Regions from separate parts of the Macaca mulatta genome. Here region 2 is linked to region 1. A link is a contact called in public Hi-C data. All regions are on one chromosome and are shown on one strand. The core of a region is the stretch at or near the end of the contact, and the rest is flanking DNA. Distances in the headings are between cores, read along the strand shown. Region 1 overlaps LOC144339535 (a long non-coding RNA gene). Region 2 has its middle 42 kb from the start of MIR1284.

Region 1 (5,148 bases), core at 2,361-4,860:
TTTTCAGAGGCACCTGTTTTCTTCCTCCTAGAAGGGTTGTACAACACTTGTTTGGCCTGACAGTGAGTGCCTCCTGATACTGTGTGCTCTAGGCACTTCGCTGTCTTCACCTCACCTAGTCTGGGTCCTGGACTTAATTTAGAACAAACCTGTAATGAAAATTGAAGCCAGATAGAGAAGGTGAAAAAGCCAATCAAGAATCCCAGGCAAAGTCTAGCCGTGGTCTAACCCATGGCAACAGAGGCATTCTGGAGCATAAATTGCATGACAGAATGGTGCAAAGGGGCTGGGCTTTTGCGTCACCCATATCAGCAAGCCATTGACTGCCCCTGAGGAGAGCACAGCTATATGCTGTTAGCTGCAGCACTCACAGCAGCTGGGGGCTGGGTGCACTGATGGTTAAAGAGGCTCCAGATGGGGCACTAAGTGTGTGTGTGTCACATCATTGGGAAAAAGAAGAATCTAGTACAGATGCCTCTCGACTTACAGTGGGGTTATGTTTTGATACCCCCCCCATAAGTTGACAATATCATAAGTCAAAAATGCATTTAATATGCCTAACCTACCAAACATCATAGCCTATCCTAATCCACCTTAGGTGTGCTCAGAACACTTACATTAGCACACATTTGGGCAAAATCATCTAACACAAAGCCTATTTTATAGGAAAGTGCTGAATATCTCATTTAGTTTATTGACTACTGTACTGCAAGGAAAAAAAAGAACAGTTGTATGGGTACTTGAAGCACAGCTTCTACTGAATGCATATCACTTTCACACCATTGTGAAGTCAAAAAATCATGAATCACACCATCATAAGTTGGGGTCCATCCATACTTATAGAGGCAGCAAGTGTTTGGTTCCTGGGTCTCTGGGGAAGCCTTGATTTGTAGCATTTGCTAATTTTTCTAGGGGGAATACTCCCACCATGGCTGATTTCTGGCTGTCAAGATGATCAATGGACCGAGAGTTAAGAAGAGATGCCCGTAAGTTTTTGGTGATTCCAGCACACCACTCCATGGAAGTTAAGCAACTTAGCCAGAGACTCACAGAGGAACCAGAATTTGATCTCAGGCAGTCTTACCCCACACATTTAGGCATATCCACAGTAGCATATACAGCATGAATCTGCAAACTTTTTTTGTAAATGGCCAGAGAGTAAATATTTTCTGCTTTGCGTTCTCTGTTACAACTACACAATTCTGCTCTTCAGTGCAAAAGCAGCCATAGACGGTACATAAAAGAAGAGCACGACTGTGTTCCAACTGAACTCTATTTACAAAAACAGGCAGTGGGTCAGATTTAGTCCATGGATTGTATTTTGCCAACATCTGTTATAGATGTGATTTAATTATTTTTATAATAAATAACATCTGCTATTTGCTTATTGAACTGAGCCAGCACTAAAGTGAGGCAAGAGAGTTGCCCAGGACATAAAATTTAAAGAGACACTACCATGACCCTGAAAGTGCCCAACAACTTAAGTTTTGTGCCATGGGTGTCTCTACTGCTTTACTCTGGGCCTGGTCCTGTTACGGAGTCATCTGAACCAGATTTGCAGGGGTATTGATCAGGGTTTAGTTTCTTAAAATCAAACGACTTGGGTAGAAAGGGATTTAACACACAGAAATAAGAGCTTTCAAAACTGTAGGAAGGGCCAAAGAAGCAGGTAAATCGAGGTAACCACAATGAAAAATTGGCAGGCTAGGGGAGTCTCCACATCTGCTTTCTCAAGAATGTGAGGAATCTGAAGGCTGCCCATAGAACAGCTAATTTCAAAGACACAGTGATATAAGCATGATCTGGAATCAAGGCCGCCACATTGCCACTCCACACCCAGGGACTTAGTGAACCACACTTAGAACATTACCTTTCAAACAGCACCTGCATGCACCTATGTGAACCTAATTTTTTTTCAGAACCCTAGCTGCAAGAGAGTCTGAGAATTACAGATTTTAGCTATCTAACTGGTGACATTGGAAAAAAAACAAAATGTGTGCTAAGTGACAATTTAGCACATCTACCATAATGGGCATCCTAAGAGTAACTGTCCAACGGGCATGAGAATCTCCTGTGTCAAGTTCAGTTCCAACCAGAAGTTCCTGCTAATAAAGGGAACACCACTCCTCCCCACCCCCACCTTCTAAATCTTTCCCCCACACACATATGATGGGATAGGTGATAGAAATGAGAAGTTTATCATTGAGGGCTAGAGGATAAGTGTGTGAAATGCACGGAAGTATTGTAGCAGGGATAAACTGGGTCAAGGAATGCCAAGAGTGGTAGCAGCCAGTAGGAGAAGAAGGAATGAAATCAGGAGCCCTATAGGACAGTAGAAGACTGGCAGTTGCTAAGGAGTGAATGCAAAGGGAAAGCTGAGAATGTCTTCCACGGGTCATTTGTCTCTAGGGAACCAATGTCTTGTGACCAGCATATCTATTACTAATGGAGGAAAAATGTGGCATCATTCCCTGAGGTCGGAGATGTGTGCAATTAACTAATACTAAGCATGTTACGAATACACAGTGCTCTACAGACTGTAATTCATAATCATTTCAAGGGAAAACAAAATTTATGAGTCAATAGAAATTGAGTTATTTCCTTTTAAAAATGTTTTATATTCTGATAAACATATATGTTACATATATATAATTATGAATTATCATAATGAAACAGACACTCAAAAATCTATCACCTAACTTAGTAACTATTAATATACAGCTGAAACTGCCTGTGTATGTTCCCCTGATACCTCTGACTCTTTCCTCCTCTTTATTCCTAAGGAAACATTATCCCAAAGTTTATGATTTTTATTTCTTTGCTTCAAAAAAATGTAGTGTTATCACATATGTATGCAATCATCTAAAATAATTTCAAATTTGCACATCTCAATTTATTTTTATAATAGAAATTAATAGTCTTGTTAACAAATATCTTTCAAACCTATTTGTTGGAATTAGAAAATGAATAGAAATCTTGGGCACTTCCAAGAAGAATAGAAAAAAGAAAAGCAGATATCTTCCATGAAAGCTTAATTCACCTTATAATTTGAGCAAGTTTTCATTTAAAAAAATAGTTTAATCATAAAATCCTCTTAGACATGCTAGCCTACTAAAACAGTGGCTAATTTTAACTGTTTTTCACAATGGTGAGCCAGTTGCAGAGTTAATGAAATTAAGCTTCCTTCATTTCTCTCAAATTCCCCCCACAAAGAAGAGCTGTAATGTACAAAATGCAGCATAAATACATGGCTGATTTTCAGGACTCGAGCCACCACTGATTTGTCACACTGCCTCTTAACAACATATTTGTATTTTGTAAAACGTATAATTTTTTTCAGCCCCTGAACAAATATATTTACATAACTGTGTCTAACGAGAAATTACATTTAACTTCTCAGAAATGACAATAACTAAAACCTGAACTGCCAATTCCACTTCATTAGTGTGGTAGAAACGCATTCCAAATGTTAATAAAAATTCCAACATGCTGATAAATTAGAGCTTCTAAGGAGCATGTGACACCTTGGTTAATATATTCAACCTCAATTATATTTCTCTTCAGCACCCTGTTATCTGGAACCTTTGCTGGCAATCAGAGGTGCTGTTTTTCAGCGGCCAATTTTCTAGATAATGTAGCTTATCAACACTGTGGGTAAACTTGCCAATGGAATCAGGCTGCACTGAACCACACACACGCTAATTGCATCCCTTTTTTATGCATATTTACAGACTGTCACTTCAAAGAAATCAGTGGCCCATTGAGGCACCCAGTTAGCTGGAAGAATTGCCTCTTGCAAATGAAAATTAGCAAACAAGCTAGTGATAAATATGAAATGAACAAAGTGTAAAAATACTGTTTTGTTCCAAAACTTCCTTGTCATCCCAATTTATGCTCCCAAATAGAAGGAGTTTTGAACATAGGATTTACCTTTTGTTTCAAATAAAGACAGAAAGAATTCTTCCTTAAACCCACTAACTAGGTAAAAGCCTATTAGCTTTTCCTTCTTCTCCCACGCCACCCCCACCCTAAATTTCTATTCACATAAACAGGTTATTAAATCCCGTATTAGATTTGCTTTGGAGTTTGAATAGACAAATGACATGTTAACACTTCAGAAACAATTAACCCTGGGAACTTAATTAAGTTCTTCTGACTTTAAGGAAGCACATTTCAAAATAATGTTTCTAAACTCTCCGAATTTGCTCAAGAATAGCAATGCTTTCCTTCTCTTAAGTATTCATAAGTTCTACTTAACAGCAGAAAGCTTTGCCTGGCTATATATGGATAAGGTTATGGTGTTATGAGCCTACTGTAATAGGACTACCTCAGAGTGAATATTTAAAAAAAAAAAAAAGGGTACCGAAAAATAACAATTATAGAAAACATTTTCCAAAAGCCCAAAACTCTAGGCATGTATGAAAGAGAAGATGATTTTATAGCTACATCCAAGAGCTCGACATAACCCACTATACTGAGCTGTGAGCTATGTGTTTGTCTGAAATCCTTTTCCTTGCTTTTCAGAATAACATTTGGAAATCTTTTATCACTACAACAATGTTTTAATGCTCTAGTAGGTTTTGAAAGGCATGTCATTTTAATATAAGCAGGTCATTTTAATATAATAGAAAATAAACCACAAACCAATTAAACTATAATTTCTTTTAAAGGTCTTGTGCCAAGCTGAACAATTTAGAGTGGCAAAACTCAACAAATAAATGGCACTTAAAGTCTTAGCTTACAGTTAAGGTCCAGTGAAACTTTATTTGGTTTGGAGTACGAAGCATCAGTCCTGCTATGTGTCACAATTTTCAACAGACTCCTAAATTCCCCATCACGAACATTAGATATACAATGTCATTTGAGAGATTTTGTTTTATTTTGTTTTGTTTTAACAGAGCATGAGTAACAACATAAATATTGATATAAAGACTGGGAAAACATTGCTATTTTAAGAAACAGACTACACCTACATGCCGACTGCTCAGTTGTTGTATGAGAAAAGCAGGATTCTTTAGTAAATTAGTGCTCATCTGTGTACACTAATTTAGATAATTGTTTTACATCACTTTCCAAATTGCAACGTAATTCCATGTTTACATGTTTGCTTCCTTGCCCAGACTGGAAACTCCTTGAAGACAGGAATCA
Region 2 (5,287 bases), core at 1,436-3,935, 1.5 Mb before region 1:
CAACCTGACTGTGGCCCCTACTTGCAAGTGACTGTAGAATTTAAGACAGTTAAAATGCAGAATAAAATTAGCAGCAATCTAAAGATCTTTTTAATATGGCAATGATAATTTTTAATAAATACACTGCTTAATCTGAAAAACAAGATCAGGGGATGAATTGTTCTTTACAGACTATGAATAGATCTGTTACATTTAAATAAGTCATTATTCCCTGAGTTATAATTCTACAGTCAGGCATATACCATAAACATGTTATATTTGGCATAAAGTACTTTAGAAATTAAAAACCATTTTTAATATAGACTGGCTACCTTGTAGATTTCCATTTAATTCCATGTTAATTCAGCGTATGGAATTTCCAGTGATGTCAAAGAGTTGTTGGCAGTATTAACTGAGTTGACATAAAGCTTTTAGATCAGTGCCTAGGTCATAGTAAGTATTTAATAAATGTTAGATATTATTATTGACAGCTGTAGACTGTGAGCTCCTCAAGGGCAGGAATTTTATTTATTTTTTCATCCCTCTGTGCCCACTCTGTGGTCTAGAACACAGTAGGCATGCCATTAAGGCCTTTATGTCTTGACAAACAAGACATGGAACCCTAGCCTCTAGAAAGCTAGGACATTCCATACAAGCTAAAATGCATTTTGTCTAGATTCTAGTCTAAAAGATTCAGTGAACAGTCTTGACTGGATAGCATGGAACTTTATGCAGCATGCATGCAACGCGAATTCTACCAGGCTGGAATTACCTTAGCAGCATCTCTTTCTTTTATTCTGTAGCATCAGCGAATGGCTTTATTTTTTTTTTTAACTTGCGAAAGATACAATTTTAAACCGATAGTCTTATGCTACCCTTGAAATAGAGATTTACATTCTTCTGTAAATGAATGTTTAACAGTATTTGTAAAGGGGCATTACCCGAAAGAATTTGTAATAACCTTTTCAGGATATTATCTACAACTGTGCTGATCTCAAGACCAAAGGGACAGTAAGCCTCTCCCCTCCTCGCAAGGGGAAGTACTTTGTAGGAATCCACAAGGGTGACTTTTAATATATTCTCATAAAGAATTGGCCTGGTGTACACCATCCAGCCAGTAGCTGGAAATGCTGGTTTGGGAGTCTGGCCACTTCTGTGGTGATGGGTCTGAAATAATTTACTTCTGTTAACAACAACAACAACAACAACAAGACAGAGTTCTTACAGCTTTCCAAGTCACGTTTCAGAAACACATACTCTGCTTCCTTCTTTATGCGTATTGACAAAAGTGAAAGAAATACTAGTGTCTTTTGTTTTATGTATGTATATTTCAAAACATTTAATTCAGTCTCTTAGTTTATTCCTTAGAATTTCTAAATTCAACCAAACTTCAAAAACCGCAAAAAGAAAAAAAAAAATCTCACCTTTTCAAAGAATTGGACAAAGCTTTTTGCACGTGACTGATCACTGGGCGAGCAGGTAATTTGTGTTAAACAACGGACTGACATGCTAGCCCCCAGGCGTTTTCCTAAGAGGAACCGTGGCAAGAACACAGTTCCTGATGCAGCCACTTTCCCCCAAAGTGGACTCGACTGCACATTCCTGCAGTGGCTCTGACAAGGAAGGGGGCAGAAGCTCGTCCCTCATTCACACTCTCCTGATTCCGAGAAACGGGAGAAAACCCCTCGCTGGCTGGCGGGGTTTCTGTTTTCCTTGCAAACAGGGGTTTGTCCTTCTGCTGAACTTTCACCTCCCGAACTCGCCTTCTTTCATTGGACAAAGTGCAGAAAGAAAGAGGATAGACCGAGGGAGGACAGGAGAGGAGAAAGGGGGTTGAAAACACCACCTCCCACCTCTCTCTCCTTCAACTGTCACTGATGGCAAAACACTTTCACTTTTAACTGGAGGAAACTCACATCCTAGGCTATCCTCTCCCCTCCCTTTCATATTTTAAGCTAAGAATCCAAGCAAATAGCCATCGCATTCCCATCTTCGTCCGTAGTTAACACTCTCCCTTCTCGTTTTTTCCGCTGTCTGAATGGGCCCCCCCATTTCCCATCTCCTGAGGAATCTCCCCCTCCGCCCCCATGCCCCTTATTTTCCAGGTCTTTCCTGCCAGATCCCTCTGTTGCCAGGGACTGCTCTGGCGTTCCCTTCCTCTCTCTGGTCCGCGGGGCTCTGCCTCCCTCTCCTCTTCCCAATTCAGCCTGGACGCCCCTCACTTCCCCCTCCCTGGATCCCTCCCCCCAACCCCCGCCCCCCATTCTTTGGCAATTGCGATTTTTTTTTTTTTTTTTCTGGGAGCCCGGTTGTTTACCCAGCAGGTGGATGTGACGTCAGGGACGCACAACAGCAAAAAATAACAACATCTCCCTCCGCGACGTGTTGGCCTCTCTCGCGCGCCTTATTTATTTATTTGTTCCGGGATGTCGGGGGGGGAGGGGGGTGGGTGCCAGCGCCCCAGAGAACGGCAAAGAGGGAGGCGCTGGCGCTCGGGGGTCCGCTGGGGTGCCCGGCGGGTTGCGTGAGGCGGAGACGGGACCCCTGCGGGAGGCCGAGGATCGGGCCGGGGGGCGCCCCCGGGCCGCTGCTGCCCGCGCCTCTGCCGCCGCCGCCGCCGCCGCCACCGGCGCTGGCTGGGCTCCGGGAAGCTAGTCCGGAGCGGAGGAATCTATTGTTATTTATTGTGTGGCGGTTGCACGCTGTACTCGCGGCGGCCCGGCCCTCGCCCGGGAGTGCGTGTGTGCGCGCGTGTGTGCGCGAGTGAGTGTGTGCGCGGGGTGCGCGCGCGGGCGGGAGTGGGCGCGCGCGGGGAAAGGCCCGAAAACACCTTAGTTTGCACCGAGAGACCATTTGCAGCGGGTGAGTTTGTATTTTTCCATTTCTGCTCCACTTTTTCCCAAGCCGCCTCCTGTCTTGTTTCCGCCACTTTAAACAACAACAACAACCAGCACAAAAAAAAAAAAAGAAAGAAAGAAAGAAAAAGAAAAAAATGGAAAAAAAAAACAACTACTTTCCATCTCCAGGCTCCACGTGCATCTCCCCCAGCCCTCCCTTCTCTTCCTCTCCCCCCGGGTCGGGGCCCAGCTCTGGGATGGGTGGGGGCTGCGGGCCGGCGCGCGGGTGGAGGGAGCTCCGGCGGCGCCCGCACCCTTTGGGTTTATTTGCATAAGTCAAATGGGGGCGGGGGCGGTGGCGGTGGCGACTGCGAGGAGGCGAGATTGCCTCCCCGTAGGCCCCTTCACGCCTCTCTCTGCGCTCTCCACGATCGCCTTGGGGAGAGAAATCAATAAGCCCAGGCCGCCTGGCGCAACTTTAGATGCCCGGCGTTGGCGTTCGGTGGCCGCCTGGGCGCTGGGCCGGTGCGGGGTCCCGGGTCCTGGCCGCGGCGGGAGGGGGCGCGCGCCAGGCGCCTCCTAGGCCCAAAGTTTAGACTTGGAGCAAACTTTTCCCCTTCCGTCTCCGCGGGTGTGTGCCCCCTCGGTGCCCTTGAGCTGCCCCGCGGGCCTCAGCAGACTGACTGTGGCGCCTGGCCCTGGGCCCCGCACTGGGGAACTTCCCCGCTGCCACGCGCGCGTTACCCCGAGAGTCAGCGGCGAGGAAGCTCTCCCGCCACCCCCTCTGAGCCCGGAAAATTCAAACACGCACCTGCGCACCCCCAGCCAGACACGCACCCCTACGCGCGCTCGGCCCCCGCTTTCCCGAGACGAGTCCGCAACAGCAGTGGCCAGATCCACGGGCGGGTGCGGGAGCCGGATGCGCTGCGAGCAGTCGCCGCGCCCGGATCCCTCTCCCTCCATCACACACATTTTCTGATTTTACCCCCCTCTGAAGCTTGGGGAACGGGGAAATTTCCCAAGCTCCGATTTGTCCTGCGACGCGCGCGTGTCGCCTTGTTCCTCTGGCCCTGTCCTGGCGGCCGATGGCTCTCCGTCCCTGGCTTGCGCGCAGCGTTCCTCCCGAGCTCCCTGCGCTCTATTCCTGTCCCGCCGAGACGACTCCCTGGAGCCAGCGAGCCGAGGCGGCGTGCGCTTCGAGTGGGGACCACGGCGGTGGCGGCGGCGCCGGGAGCCGAGGAGTTTGCCAGTTGCCGCGGGGTCGCGGTCATTTGCTGCCTCCGCCTCCCCTCGCCCCCGCCTCCCGCCTCCCTCCTTTTCAGACAACGTCGCGCTCGGAAACTTAGATTCCTTCTCCTTTTTGGCCCTCGACGAGCCCCCCTCCCCACCTGTTGTGAGCTCCGCCTTGGTCCCGGGAGACTGGCAGTGACACACACGGGCGCTGGGGAGCTCAGCGCCCAGAAACAAAGTCGCATGGCCCCCTCCCAAGTGTTTCCTTCGAAATCGCTGCCTGCAGCCCCCCCATTCCCGCGCAGCTCCCGCCCCCTGTGAGAATAGGACTAAATAAACAGTTGTAACTCCAAACCTTGCGCCCGCGATCGTATCCCTATCCCACCCCCTTCCCCCTATTCCTCCCCCCCTCCTTTTTGTTGTTGCAACTTTGTGAGATCCTGGGGAAGGTGCTGAGACTTTGGCTCGGGCCGATTTCCCGGTCTCGGGATCCTTGCAGGGATTCCCTGAGCCGCATCCTCTCTTCCCTCCACGCGCACTCGCGGGTCCCCGGAGCCCGCTGCCCTCTCTGTCCTGTCCCCTCGGCCTACTCACCCGTCCCGTCCCCTTCAGTTCCCCCCAGCCTGCACGGGGAAGATTTGCTGAGGGTCGCCCCGGTTTCTTGTCGACCGCAGAACCCGAAAGTTTGCAAGAGGAAGAGAGCGCGCGGCGAGCGAGCGAGCGGGCCGGGGGCAGCGGCAGCGGCGCCGGGGACCATGGTGCTGCCGGCGCCTCCTCCGCGGGCGTGAAGGCGGCGCTCCTACTCCCTCCCCGGACTCCGCGGGTAAGTCGAGGCGGCCGCGGGCGCGGGGGCCAGGGACACCGGAGAGCCCCGGGCGGCACTAGAGGTTCTCCGTCCCCAAAGAGCCCGCCGGGGCGGCGCGAGCCTAGCGATAAGGCAACGGGAGCGAGGAATGTGCCCATCCTCAGGCCGGTAGGTGCTTCGAAATACTGGACTTCTTCCCCCCCACCCCCGACCCTTTTTCCCTCTTTCTTTCCTAAACCCGAAAATCTGTAGATCAAAGTTTAGCGTGGAGTGTAAAGTGCTCCGATAAAATATGGTGACATCTTCGCCCCCCTTCTCACCCCACTCCCCTCTTATAACTATTAATTATTTCCAAGTCATTGTGTCCAAATACCCTTGCTGGGCTGATTACAAAGTGTATTGATTTAGTCTGGGCTCATCCTATGCTTTCGTCTTA

Evidence for each region. Hi-C and Micro-C count contacts between places; a contact is called where the count stands out from the background.
Region 2: a Hi-C map of fetal cortex germinal zone shows a contact between it and region 1, with 2.7 times the contacts expected there. The contact joins two enhancer-like sites. A contact is called at or near these places in 2 of 14 Hi-C or Micro-C datasets (fetal cortex germinal zone and fetal cortical plate).

What each region holds. Positions count from the first base shown.
Region 1 is chr2:133,604,308-133,609,455 of T2T-MMU8v2.0, reverse strand. All of the region lies in intron 4 of LOC144339535 (a long non-coding RNA gene), which reads right to left. Among named protein-coding and RNA genes, the nearest start is that of MITF, 200 kb to the right of the region's middle. Within about 2 kb of position 3,610, at least 1 of the 40 cell types and tissues checked has an H3K27ac peak or open chromatin away from gene starts, as enhancers often do. A contact at or near this core is called in fetal cortex germinal zone, where this site is marked.
Region 2 is chr2:135,078,864-135,084,150 of T2T-MMU8v2.0, reverse strand. No RefSeq gene overlaps it. Among named protein-coding and RNA genes, the nearest start is that of MIR1284, 42 kb to the right of the region's middle. Within about 2 kb of position 2,685, at least 24 of the 40 cell types and tissues checked have an H3K27ac peak or open chromatin away from gene starts, as enhancers often do. A contact at or near this core is called in fetal cortex germinal zone, where this site is marked.